Regions from separate parts of the Oryctolagus cuniculus genome. Here region 1 is linked to region 2. A link is a contact called in public Hi-C data. All regions are on one chromosome and are shown on one strand. Each heading gives the region's core, a stretch centred on a gene start, on an enhancer-like site or on the middle of the called end of the contact. The rest is flanking DNA. Distances are from core to core; before and after follow the strand shown. Region 1 has its middle 32 kb from the start of TOMM7. Region 2 holds the start of TOMM7 (translocase of outer mitochondrial membrane 7).

What was found. Hi-C and Micro-C count contacts between places; a contact is called where the count stands out from the background.
Region 1: a Hi-C map of an unstated tissue shows a contact between it and region 2, with 2.4 times the contacts expected there. The contact joins the enhancer-like site here to the promoter of TOMM7 in region 2. A contact is called at or near these places in 2 of 6 Hi-C or Micro-C datasets (ear pinna and an unstated tissue).

Annotation. Positions count from the first base shown.
Region 1 is chr16:14,758,673-14,764,111 of mOryCun1.1, forward strand. No RefSeq gene overlaps it. Among named protein-coding and RNA genes, the nearest start is that of TOMM7, 32 kb to the left of the region's middle. Within about 2 kb of position 3,314, at least 1 of the 8 cell types and tissues checked has an H3K27ac peak or open chromatin away from gene starts, as enhancers often do.
Region 2 is chr16:14,724,950-14,730,865 of mOryCun1.1, forward strand. TOMM7 (translocase of outer mitochondrial membrane 7) reads right to left here and starts at 3,984. Exons shown (of 3, transcript XM_051852809.1): 1 at 3,802-3,984; 2 at 2,495-2,543. The coding sequence starts at 3,904.

The DNA of each region.
Region 1 (5,439 bases), core at 2,064-4,563, 33 kb after region 2:
TAAACTGAAGAGCTCCAATCACTGACCTCCCCAGATAAAGTGACCAAATTCATCCGGTGTCACAGTAACCCCACTGTGTCAGTTCAGGTAGACTGAGTCACAGTTTGATTTCTACAATGGGCATGCTGGGGCAGGCATTCAGCTCCGTGGTAGTTAGGATGCCAGTTGAGGGGCCTGTGTCTTGTTAGAGTCCTGAATTCAATTTCTGGCTCTGGCTCTTGGGTCCAGCGTCCTGCTCCTGTGGACCCTAGGGGGCAGCACTGATGGCTCCCAGTAGTCGGGTCCTTGCCCCCTGATGTGGGAAACCTGGATTGAGTTCCTGGCCCTTAGCAGGCACTTGGGAGGTGGGCTAGTGGATGGGGGTTTGTTCTTTCTTTCTCAAATGATTTTTTAAAAATTATTCTAAGTAAGCATATCCCATTTAGCTATACAGTGTTCCTAAGTACTTAAGTACAAGTAATTTTGTTTCTTTAAAGTAAGCTGCCACTGTGGCACAGCAGGTTAATGTCCTGGCCTGAAGCACCAGCATCCCATATGGGAGCTGGTTTGAGACCCAGCTGCTCCACTTCTGATCCAATTGTCTGCTATGGCCTGGGAAAGCAGTAGAAGATGGCCCAAGTCCTTGGGCCCCTGGACCCACATGGGAAGACCTAGAGAAAGCTCCTGGCTCCTGGCTTTGGATCAATGCAGCTTCAGCCATTGCAGCCAACTGGGGAGTGAACCTGCGGATGGAAGACCTCTCTCTCTCTCTCTGCCTCTCCTCTCTCTCTGTAACTCTGACTTTCAAATAAGTAAATAAATCTTTAAAAAAAAAAGTAAGCAATTCTTTGCAATTCAAATGAATACACTAAACTCATTATTTCTGAGGATCCTAAAACCTTGAATACTTAATTATACAATTTGACCAGTATCTGTTGTCCTACTGTGTGTCAAGTCCTGTGGGAGAGACAGTCCCTTCCTTCCTGGAGCAGAGCTAACACAGTGTGGCTTACCCATGTCTACTGTGTGAGATGCCCTGCTTAGCGTGTACTCCAGGTGACTTCTGTTAGAAGGAGTACTTTCACTTAGTAGCTGGGTCAATATCTAAAATATTCAATTCCTAGAACAAACTGAGGAGACTTATCTGAGGACACTTCAAAAAGCTTATGGAGCATAGAATTAAAAAGATGAGTTTATTTCAGTGCAAAAAAATTGAAATCTGTGCTTAGCTTTTTCATAATATGCATTTTCCATGAACTTTTCAAATATCCCCCTCCTATCTATTTATACCCACCACCACATTCCCAAAATGGCTTCGTGTGGTGTATCAGCAAGTCTGCAACAACACAATAAATAGGAGAAAGAATGGAAACAGCAGGAAGACAGCAGGAAGATGGAACCAAGCCATCAGACCACATGCAGTGGGCTCCAGCAATGAGCCAACTGGCAGGGCTGGTGCTGTGGTGCAGTGGGTTAAAGCCCTGGCCTGAAGTGCCGGCATCCCATATGGGCACTGGTTCTAGTCCCAGCTGTTCCTCTTCTGATCCAGCTCTCTGCTATGGCCCGGGAAAGCATTAGAAGATGGCCCAAGTCCTTGGGCCCCTGCACCCACATGGGAGACCTGGAGGAAGCTCCTGACTCCTGGCTTCAGATCGGTGCAGCTCCTAGCCGTTGTGGCCATATGGGGTATGAACCAGCGGATGGAAGACCTCTCTCTGTCTCTACCTCTCTCCGCAGTTTGAACATGGCATAAGCAGAGAACTTTCCAGAGTGGAAGGGGAGTGCTCATTTGCAGTCTGGGCTCCCTGAACTGAAGTGAGATGCTTTTCCCATCGTGCTCTCAATACTTTGAGGGAAGAAGCAGAACACAACAGGTGTTCAGATGACTAAATAGGAAGCTAGTGAAAGTGGAAGAAGATGCACTTGCTCTACAGCTGACTAGGAGCCTGGGCCAGCTCAGCTGACTGCCAGGCCAAAGCCAGGGCTAACATTTCTCAGAGGACAGCCAGGCTCAGAGGTTATACAGATCAACAGCCTGTGTGTGTGTGTGTGAGAGAGAGAGAGAGAGAGAGAAGCATATTTTTATTTTGTACTCATAAATATTGTGATTCCAAAATTCACCTTGTATTTCTCTACTGGAAAGTTCTGATTCCAGTATTTTGTTAAAACATTGTGATTGAGCACAATCTGGGATTACGCAACCCTCACCAGAAGGCCCCCTGGTGGAGATTATCCATACTGCAAGGAGCCAATTGCCTGGAGGAATCCTCCATAGTTGCATTGTCTGCATCCCCAGCAGGAAGGCTCCACACCAATCTGTTAGAGATAAAATCAATTACATTGATTATAGCTGGAGGATATTTTGGATATTGGGTTAATTTAATTGCATTTTTATTTTAAAAAATTTTTAAAAGATTTTATTATTTATTTGAAAGTCAGAGTTACACAGAGAGAGGAGAAGCAGAGAGAGAGAGAGAGAGAGAGAGAGAGACATCTTCCATCTGCTGGTTCACTCCCCAGTTGGCCTCAATGGCTGCAGCTGGGCCAATCCAAAGCCAGGAGCTTCTTCCTGGTCTCCCACACAGGTGCAGGGGCCCAAGGACTTGGGCCATCCTCTACTGCTTTCCCAGGCTATAGCAGAGAGCTGGATTGAAAGTGGAGCAGTGTCCATATGGGCTGTCAGCACTGCAGGTGACGGTTTTACCCACTATGCCACAGCACTGGCCCCTCCCCCTCTTTTTTTAAGATTTTATTTATTTATTTGAAAGTCAGAGTTACAGAAAGAGAAGAGGAGAGAGAGAGAGAGACAGAGAGAGAGACAGAGAGAGAGAGGTCTTCCTTCCACTGGTTCACTACCCAAATGGCTGAAATGGCTAGGACTGGGCCAGGCCAAAGCTGGGAGCCAAGAGTTGCTTCCAGGTTTCCCACGTGGGTTCAGGGGTCCAAGGACTTGGGCCATCCTCCACTACTTTCTCAGACCATCAGCAGGGGAGCTGGATCAGAAGTGGAGCAGCTGGGACTCAAATCAGTGCCCAAATGGGATGCCGACACTCTGGACGGTGGCTTAACCCACTGTGCTCCAGTGCTGGCTCGGCATAAGCCCTGGCCTCAGACACATCTCAGAGTAATCATGGAAATATGCAAATAAGCCTCCATCCAATAGAAAGATGTTGCCCTTCTGTTTATAGGGCCTTGAGGGAAAGAGGAGTAAAATTGGCACTGAAAATGCGAAATTTACCGACAAGCAGGGATTTTTTTTCAAGGGCTGAAGATGCAGGGGCAGGGAGCCAGTAGCACTTGGAAGACTTCACATAAATACGTCCACGCTCAAGCTGCTCATACTCTGGAGAGTTTAAGTTAAAGGCTTCAGAATGTTTCTATCGAACGCCCCTGGGCTCGTCCTACTCCGCAAACATTTGGGTATTTGTTAGAATCCCCTGGGACCAAAGGTTGTTGTACTCTCCATCTCATCAAAACAGTGAAGAAGCCACATGGAGAATGGCTCCGGTTCCTGGTCCAGTTGGTTTGGGGTGTGTGGTGTGGGGGGGAGGGGTAGTGTGTCTGTGTGCAGTGTGCATGTGTGCTATGTGTGCTATGTGATGTGGGGTGTGTGGTGTGGTGTGTGTGATTTGTGTGTGGGGGGGTGTGCTATGTGTGTGGTGTGTGTATGTTGTGGGGGGAAGGGGTGGGGTGTGTGTGTGGTATGTATGGTTTGAGGTGTGTGGTATGGGGTGAGGAGTAGTGTGTGTGTGCAGTGTGTGTGTGTGGCGTGATGTGGGGTGTGTGTGCTGTGTCTTCTGTGTGTGTGGTGTGGTGTGTGTGATTTGTGTGTGGATGGGTGTGTGTGTGCTATGTGTATGTCGGGGGGAGGGGTGGTGTCTGTGTCTGTGTAAATCTGTGATTTACAGATTCTCTATGGAAGGGGAGCATTTGGAGGAGTTAGCACCAAGAATATCCCCAGAATTTGTATGAAGTGCTCTATTAAAAACCCACCGTATGTCAAGCAAAATGTTCTGCAGAATTCTCATTATCGCCTAAGCAGATCGGGGTGAAGTCCCCTCCTGCAGTTTTCTTGCTTCTGAGAATGACTTTTGTCTTTCGATTCTTGCACAATCAGTGAGTTCTTCCCCTGGGTTTTGCATTTCTCTGAAGCAGCAGCTCCTAATGGATGAGGAGTGAGTGACAAACGTGCCCCCTCAGGGACATTTGGTGGTGTTTGGGGGGAGGAGATGCCACCGGCATACAGTGGCTCAAGGCCAGAGGTGCAGCACAGTGTCCCACAATGCAGGGGACAGAGGTGGAGCAGTGCTTAGAAAATGTTCTCCACGCCCACCTGCTCAGGTGCCACCGAGCAAGGACCTGCCAGGCTGTCCCCAGGTATGATTTCCCTGCACACAGAAAAATGCTCCATGCTATGAGGCCCCGGGGGAATCTATAGGCAGCTGAATCTTGTCATTTATAAGACGGTATTTCATTATCCACTCGGGCCGAGAGGTAGACAGATTTTCTTCTGGGCTCCTCGGGAAACCAGTTTTCACGTGGATAGTGCTCGTGGAACTGGTCTGTGACCACCGCGGTGAAGCCTGCCCCGGCCTGGGGAGTGACTCCCTGTGCGGGCCTCTGAGTGCAGGAACCTCGCAGCCACGGCTCTCATGGTATGCTCCTCCCTCCCAGAGAGCTGCACCCCTAGTGAGGGGCGCTCCCCTCCTCATCCGCAAAAGCCCGCAACCCCAGCGATTGGAAAGCAAACCTCATCCGCCACTGTGAGTGGAACAGTGTGTGACTTGGAGGCTCTGAGTCCAGGGGCCTTCACACTGGGGCAGTCCCATGGCCACAGAGATGCGGGCACCGCAGTGGAGCTGCAACCGGAGCGAGAGTCTTCAGGTGCACCAGAGGGAGGACTGGGCCAGGGTTCCCAGCACTGAGACCCATAGCTTACACTTGTTCATGTAAGGAAAGACCAGCGCATGCCCCCTGGCTACAAACATGATGGAGACCAGCACAGCGACAGCGTGACCAAGACCAAGTGCATCAGGTCCCTGAGGAGGTCCAGGGAGCACTGGGTGCCACTCACAGCCCCTCCCTCTGCTTCTGGAACATTCTCCTGGAGAGCTGGGTCAGGGTGAGGTCAAAGAACCAGAGGCCTGCAAGAGGGCAGGGTAGGAGGCCAACAGCCCTGGTCCGTATCAGGGGACTCGCTGGAGATCGCTGGCTCAGGCATGGACTCTGGGCATGAATGAGATTACTGAGTCCTGTTGCTCAGCTTCCTCGTCTGTGAAAGGGACCATCTCAGATGCTGTCTCTTTGGGGGATGCCATGAGCTAGCTCTGGACCCTGTGTGGGACCCTGCCTGGCCATCCGGGCGTGGCGGTCGCTGTCGGAATCTGTGGCATTGTGCTCCCCTCTGGCATTGCTGTCACCACCAGCAGCAGCACCAGAGCCCCTGGAACTTTGTTCTGG
Region 2 (5,916 bases), core at 2,734-5,233:
TGCCATCCTGAGCGAAAAGGACACTAAGACGAACAGGGTCCTTGGAGAGGAAAACAAACCAGGAAACCACTAACTGTACTGCTGACATCAGTACTACATAAACAATACATCTACACAAAAATAATAGACTTCGTATTAATAAATGATAAAAACCACAACAGACACAATTCTGTTCCTCCTAGGGCACAAACCAGGCAACCCAGGAAGACCTCTCTAGGCAATGTTCCCAGCACAGGCAGTTTGACAACCCTTCACAGGAAGTCAGTCAACTCTTTCGGAAGGAAACATTAAGGTGCCCAGAGTGACAAAAGGTTGAGCATCCGCAGCAGAAAGGAGAGGCACAGCGAGAAGACAAGAAGATGAAGAAATGGAAAGCGGGGGAGGGGAATGCCTCACCGGGTCTGCATTTGTGAAGTCAAATTGCAGCCAAAAAGTAGCACCACCTAGGACAGAGTCTATCCCCACCTCCGGATCCGAGTTCACCGTAAGGCCTCCAAAATACCGTTTCCTGACATGCAGGTCCTGCCTAATGCACCACGCAAGTTCACAGTGAGTATCGACCCTGTCCCAAAGACCCCCAAGAGGTTATGGTCATTGCAAGCTAATTTAGCACTGTTGAGCAGCTACTTTAGGTGTTTCCAGGATAAAATAAAATGTTAAGTAAGCAACAAACATAGTATAAGGCACTGAAAAGACAGACACAAAAGATTTCTTTGGAACACAGAAAGGGAGTGGTTTTGCTATAAGAGAACAGGATGTTCTGGAAGCAGGTTTCTATCGGCTAGACACTGAGGGGAAAGGGCAATCCAGGCCGGGCAAGGACAAGCGCCCAGGCAAAGGCGTGAGACGAAGTCTTGTGGCCCCAGCATGCAGAAGCATGGAGCCAGAGCACTGTCCTCACAGGAGGAGGCGGGGAAGACTGAAGCCCCTAGGAATACCTCTATCTGGTCCTCGTGGCAACCTTATAAAGGAGGCAGTACTATGCCCAACTTATCTAAGTAAGAGGCTGGCTCAGAAATAGGTTAATGGTGTCTCGGGACAAGGTATTAGATGATAACTTCCAGTGCCTGGAAAACAGTAGCAGTCTGACCTACAGTGTCATCTCTGACCACGTGTGCTAAGGTCAGGTTTCTCTAAGCAAATACGCAGTCCTGGAGCCCTCAGCTAGCAAGGGGCAGACCTAATACCTCAATCCTCATTTACAGCAAAGGACACTGATGCTCCAAAGACTACAGGCCAAGAAAAAACAGAGTGGGCTTGCTGGAAGCAGTTTTAGGGAGCCATTCCACAAGGGACTAAAGGAGAGAGAACAGTGAGGAGAGGAAGCAATGAAGACCACTTGTTGAAGAATTTTATCAGAGAAAACAGAATACCACAGAGGGGGTAAGCTGAGGGCACATATAGTGGTGCCCTTTGGGAAGAAAGGAGAAGCAGTGAGACAGAGGAGGTACAGGAAATTGCTAGCAGATGGCGCTGTGCTAAGCAAGAGGTAAGAGGACCTGGGAGAGGCAGGTGACTCAGTAGAAAGTGCAGGCTCTGGACAAAGACAGATCCCACCTCCTACCAACTATGTGGCCACTCTCAAGGACTTAATTAACCTCTCGTCTAATAGGAGAACTCCTAGGAGATGCCTAGGACAGGAGGTTGAGCGAGATAGCCACACGCCAGAGTGCAGTGGTCATGGTCATCACAGCACCACGAGCGTCAGTCCTTCCTCCAGAGCAAGCAGGCCCACCTGAGATTGTTTTCCTAAGAATACCTACACGTGTAGCTTTCACAGTACACACACATCTATGTGTTCACGTGTGTGTGTGTATGGAGTTTTCCACAGGTGCTTGTCTAACACTGGAAAGGTTATTTTTGAGCAAGCAATTTGATGGATAAATGTTCACATGCTTTGACTTATTAAGCGCATGAGAAATTATCATAAGGAAATAAAAAAATCCAAATGCATAAAAATGTTAATTATATGTTATATAAAATACTAGAAAATTGAAAAAAAAAAAAAAAAAACTAAGTAATCCGTAACTGGAAAATACATGGAATGTCAATTCTCATTTTATGAGATGAAAACAAAATCTTATTATGCACCTTTCTTAGAATGACATAAAAGATTGTATTCATCTCAATAATGATATGATGGGAATATAGGAAACTAAAAATGAATACACCCTTGAAAGTGGTAGGGTGCTAAATCAGTTCTGTTTCTTTTTAAAGATGCTTCACTATAGCTACAATAAGCTATACATAAGCACATATATATATACATGTATATATATACACACATACGATAAGCTATATATAAACACAAATTAGGAGGGGGAGAGAAATGAGCTCCCCGATAACTCTGCTGGGCCAGCCTTGCAGTTCCCCAGCAGCCCCAGTGCCTCCTGGCTACTGCAGCTCCATGTCAACGCCTCTGCTACTCTGTTTCCCGACGATTCTGACCCGTGTGCAAACATCTGCCCTGAAACATTCATTTCTGAGACAGTACCTCAAAACAGTTGGTTCAGGCATTCCGGGATCTGCACCCCTCTTAAAACCTAAGCAGGGGCGGGGACGGGAGAGAAAAGAGAAAAAAATACAAGTTAAAAATCCAGCAGACAAAAAACACGTACAAACAAGACATTCTTTTTTAGTCCACCCTAGGGCACCAAGGATATCCAAATCTACTTGCACTATCTAGATTTAAAAAAAAAAAATTATTTATTTATTTGAAAGGCAGAGCTATAGTAGCAGAGGCAAAGAGAGAGACAGACTTCCATACACTGATTCACTCTCCAGATGGCCACAAGGGCCATAGTAGGGCTGATCCAAAGCCAGGCACCAGGAGCTTCTTCCAGGTCTCCCACGTGGGTGCAGGGGCCAAAGGACTTGGGCCATCTTCTACTGCCTTCCCAGGCCACAGCAAGGAGCTGGATCAGAGGTGGAGCAGCCGGGATTCAAACTGGCGCCCATATGGGATGCCGGCACTGCAGGCGGCGGCTTTACCTGCGGCGCCACAGCGCCAGCCCCACTGTCTAGATTTACCTGCACTACAGAACAGCCTGCAGCCTTCAGTGAGGTGTGAAATCCCGTACTCCAAGGCCCAGCAGCCCTTAGGGTGCTCTTCCATGAACAGTCATTACCCAGAAATAAGCCATCACAGCTCGTGACTCACACTGAACCAGACTGTGGGTAAAATACAAAGACTAAACACCTAAAACACTGGCCAGAGCCCGTGCGAAGTCCGGCAGCACCGCACAGCGGTTAAGAGCACGGCCCTGATGCCCCACGGCCAGAGCCCGCAGCGCCCTCCCGCAGCACTGCTGCATGAACTTGGCCATGGGACCCCGGTTTGCTCACCTATAAAATGAGGCCCAGAAAAAACAAAGGTGGAGAAAGCAGAGGCCCCGCCACCAGGTGCCCGCATTCCCAGCGCAGGCCTCCCGGCACCCAGGGCCGCCTGCAGAGGTCAGGAGGAACGCCCTAAACGCACCTCGCGCCAAACGGTGTCCGAGGCGCTTTCACACGCATGGGGTCACCTAGCCCTCCCAACAATCCTGAAGAGGGGCCCTAACTCATTTCACAGATGCAAACAGATGAACAGGGAATATACGACTTGCTAAAGACCACCCAACTAGCCAGGGATAGAACGGGAACTCGAACTCGGGTTGGATCCGCGCCACCCGACAAGACCGCCTCAGATGACTGCATGACGGGGTCCCCCGGCTTCTCTCTTCCCAAGGCCAAAAATGGAGTCGCAGACTCGGCCCCCTCGCTTCCCAACAGTCCACCCCACCAGGCTCTTCTACCACTAACCCAGGTAAATCACGAAAGGGATAAAGCCCCAGCGAATGGCAAACTGGCCGCCCTTGAAGAGCTGCTGCAGCCTCTGCTTGGCTTCTTTGCTCAGCTTCACCATGGCGACGGCCGGCCGGCGCACAGCAGACACCACAGGAGCGACCGCTTCAGGAATCCGGGAGAAGGAGGTGCGCACGCGCCACGCACGGCCTTTACGGCAGGAGTCGTGAGCGTCGCCAGTAGAGGTCGTAAATTCATCACACTTAACTAGCCTGAGCCGCGGCGCCGCTGCCTGTGGAAGGCGCATGCGCAGCTGGTTCGCCGGGTTAGGGCGGAGGCTCTCCTCGTTCATCTTATCTAAGCGGCTGCTGGTTTATTGCGGCGCTACTGTTGGAGTTCAAAACTGCAACACCCCTTCCCACAGCCGTACCCGTTTTTTAAGGCCCATCTCCAACTGTTCTTTCCTTGACATAAAAGGAGACTTTAATTTAATTAAAATGGGCTGAGCTTTAGTCCTCGACTTTTGTTCTATGTGGGATACCTTGGGCGAGATATTTAACTTCTTTTCGAGATTGCGCTGCCTGAAGATTACGAACCAACGCCCAGTAGGGCCCATATCCATGCTTTCTTTGGTCCCCATAGTATTTTAAAGTTACTTGCTAACATTTTAAAATTTGGGAAACTTCACGTGAAATTCTGGACTTCTCTCATGAGTCAAGGCAGTGGAAACTGAGAGCCCTGCCCTCTGGCGCGCCAGTGTAGACCCGAGCAGTGGTTCTCAGCCCTGGCTGCTCTTTGAAACCTCCCTGGGAGACCGAAAGCCATGCTTCTGGTGGTTTTGGGAATGAGGTCTGGCCCTTGGCTTGCCTTTAAGATTCCTGTGTGAATTTTTTTTTTTTAAGATCTGTTATGTAATTGAAAGGTAGAGCTACAGAGAGGGAGAGACAGAGAAGTCTTCCATCCGCTGGTTCACCCCCCCAAACGGCTGCAATGGCCAGAGCTGGGCTGGTTGGAAGCCAAGAGCCAGGAGCTTCATCCAGGTCTCCCACATGGGTGCAGGGGCCCAAGCACTTGGGCCATCTTCTGCTTTTCCAGGCCCATGAGCAGGAAGTGATTTCAAAAGTGGAGCAGCCGGGACTCCAACCAGTGCCCAAATGGGATTTCCAGGGTTGCAGGCTGCTGCTTAATCTGATTGCCGCAACACTGACCCAGCTCCTGATAAAATAGCAACTGCCTGAGCTTTTGACCCCAGATCTGAGTGCAAGGGCTTTGACCATCAAACCTTCCCTGGTTCATTCCTCAAACTATACGGTCACATTTTCTGTGAAACCCTTAAGATGTCCAGTGGCCCCCAAAAGTTTGCCATTGCATGATATTAGTCTTGTGTTTGGCTCATCTTCAGAATAACAAAAACCAGTGTCTGTTATGCCTGATACAGTGTTAATGCTTTTAATGAAATAGTTCATTTTAACGATTATAAAAATTCATAGATTGCATTGCATCTCAGCTTATTGTACTATTTATTGCAAGGATTAAAATGTGTATGTTTAAATTAATAGTATATATATTGTATACATTATACATCATTTTACAGATAAGGAACCTGGCTCAGACACATGGAGTAACTGAACCACAATCACACAGTTGAAATGTGCTTTTTTTAAAAAAAATATTTATTTATTTATTTATTTTTAAAGTCAGAGTTACAGAGAGAGGGGGAGAGACAGAGATCTGTCACTTCTCAAATGACTGCAGCAGCCAGCGCTGAGCCAGGCTGAAGCCAGGAGCCAGGAGTTTCATCTCCCACATGGGTAGCAGGGGCCCAAACACTTGGGCCATCTTCAGCTGCTTTTCCCAGGCCATTAGCAGAGAGCTGGATCAGAAGTAGAGCAGCCAGACCCCCCAACCTGTGCCTATTTGGGATGCCAATGTCACAGGTGGCTTAACCCACTGCAGGACAACACCAGCCCCAAATTCTGCTCTCATGTAATCTGTTTGACCCTTGCTATTATCTGAACTCCTCCAGGACAGAAACAGTTTGTTGACAGAAACAGTTTGTTTCTTATCTCTTTATCCAAAGGGCCTGATATGTACAGAATGAGATAAATGTGGCATTTATCCTGTCATTTGAGC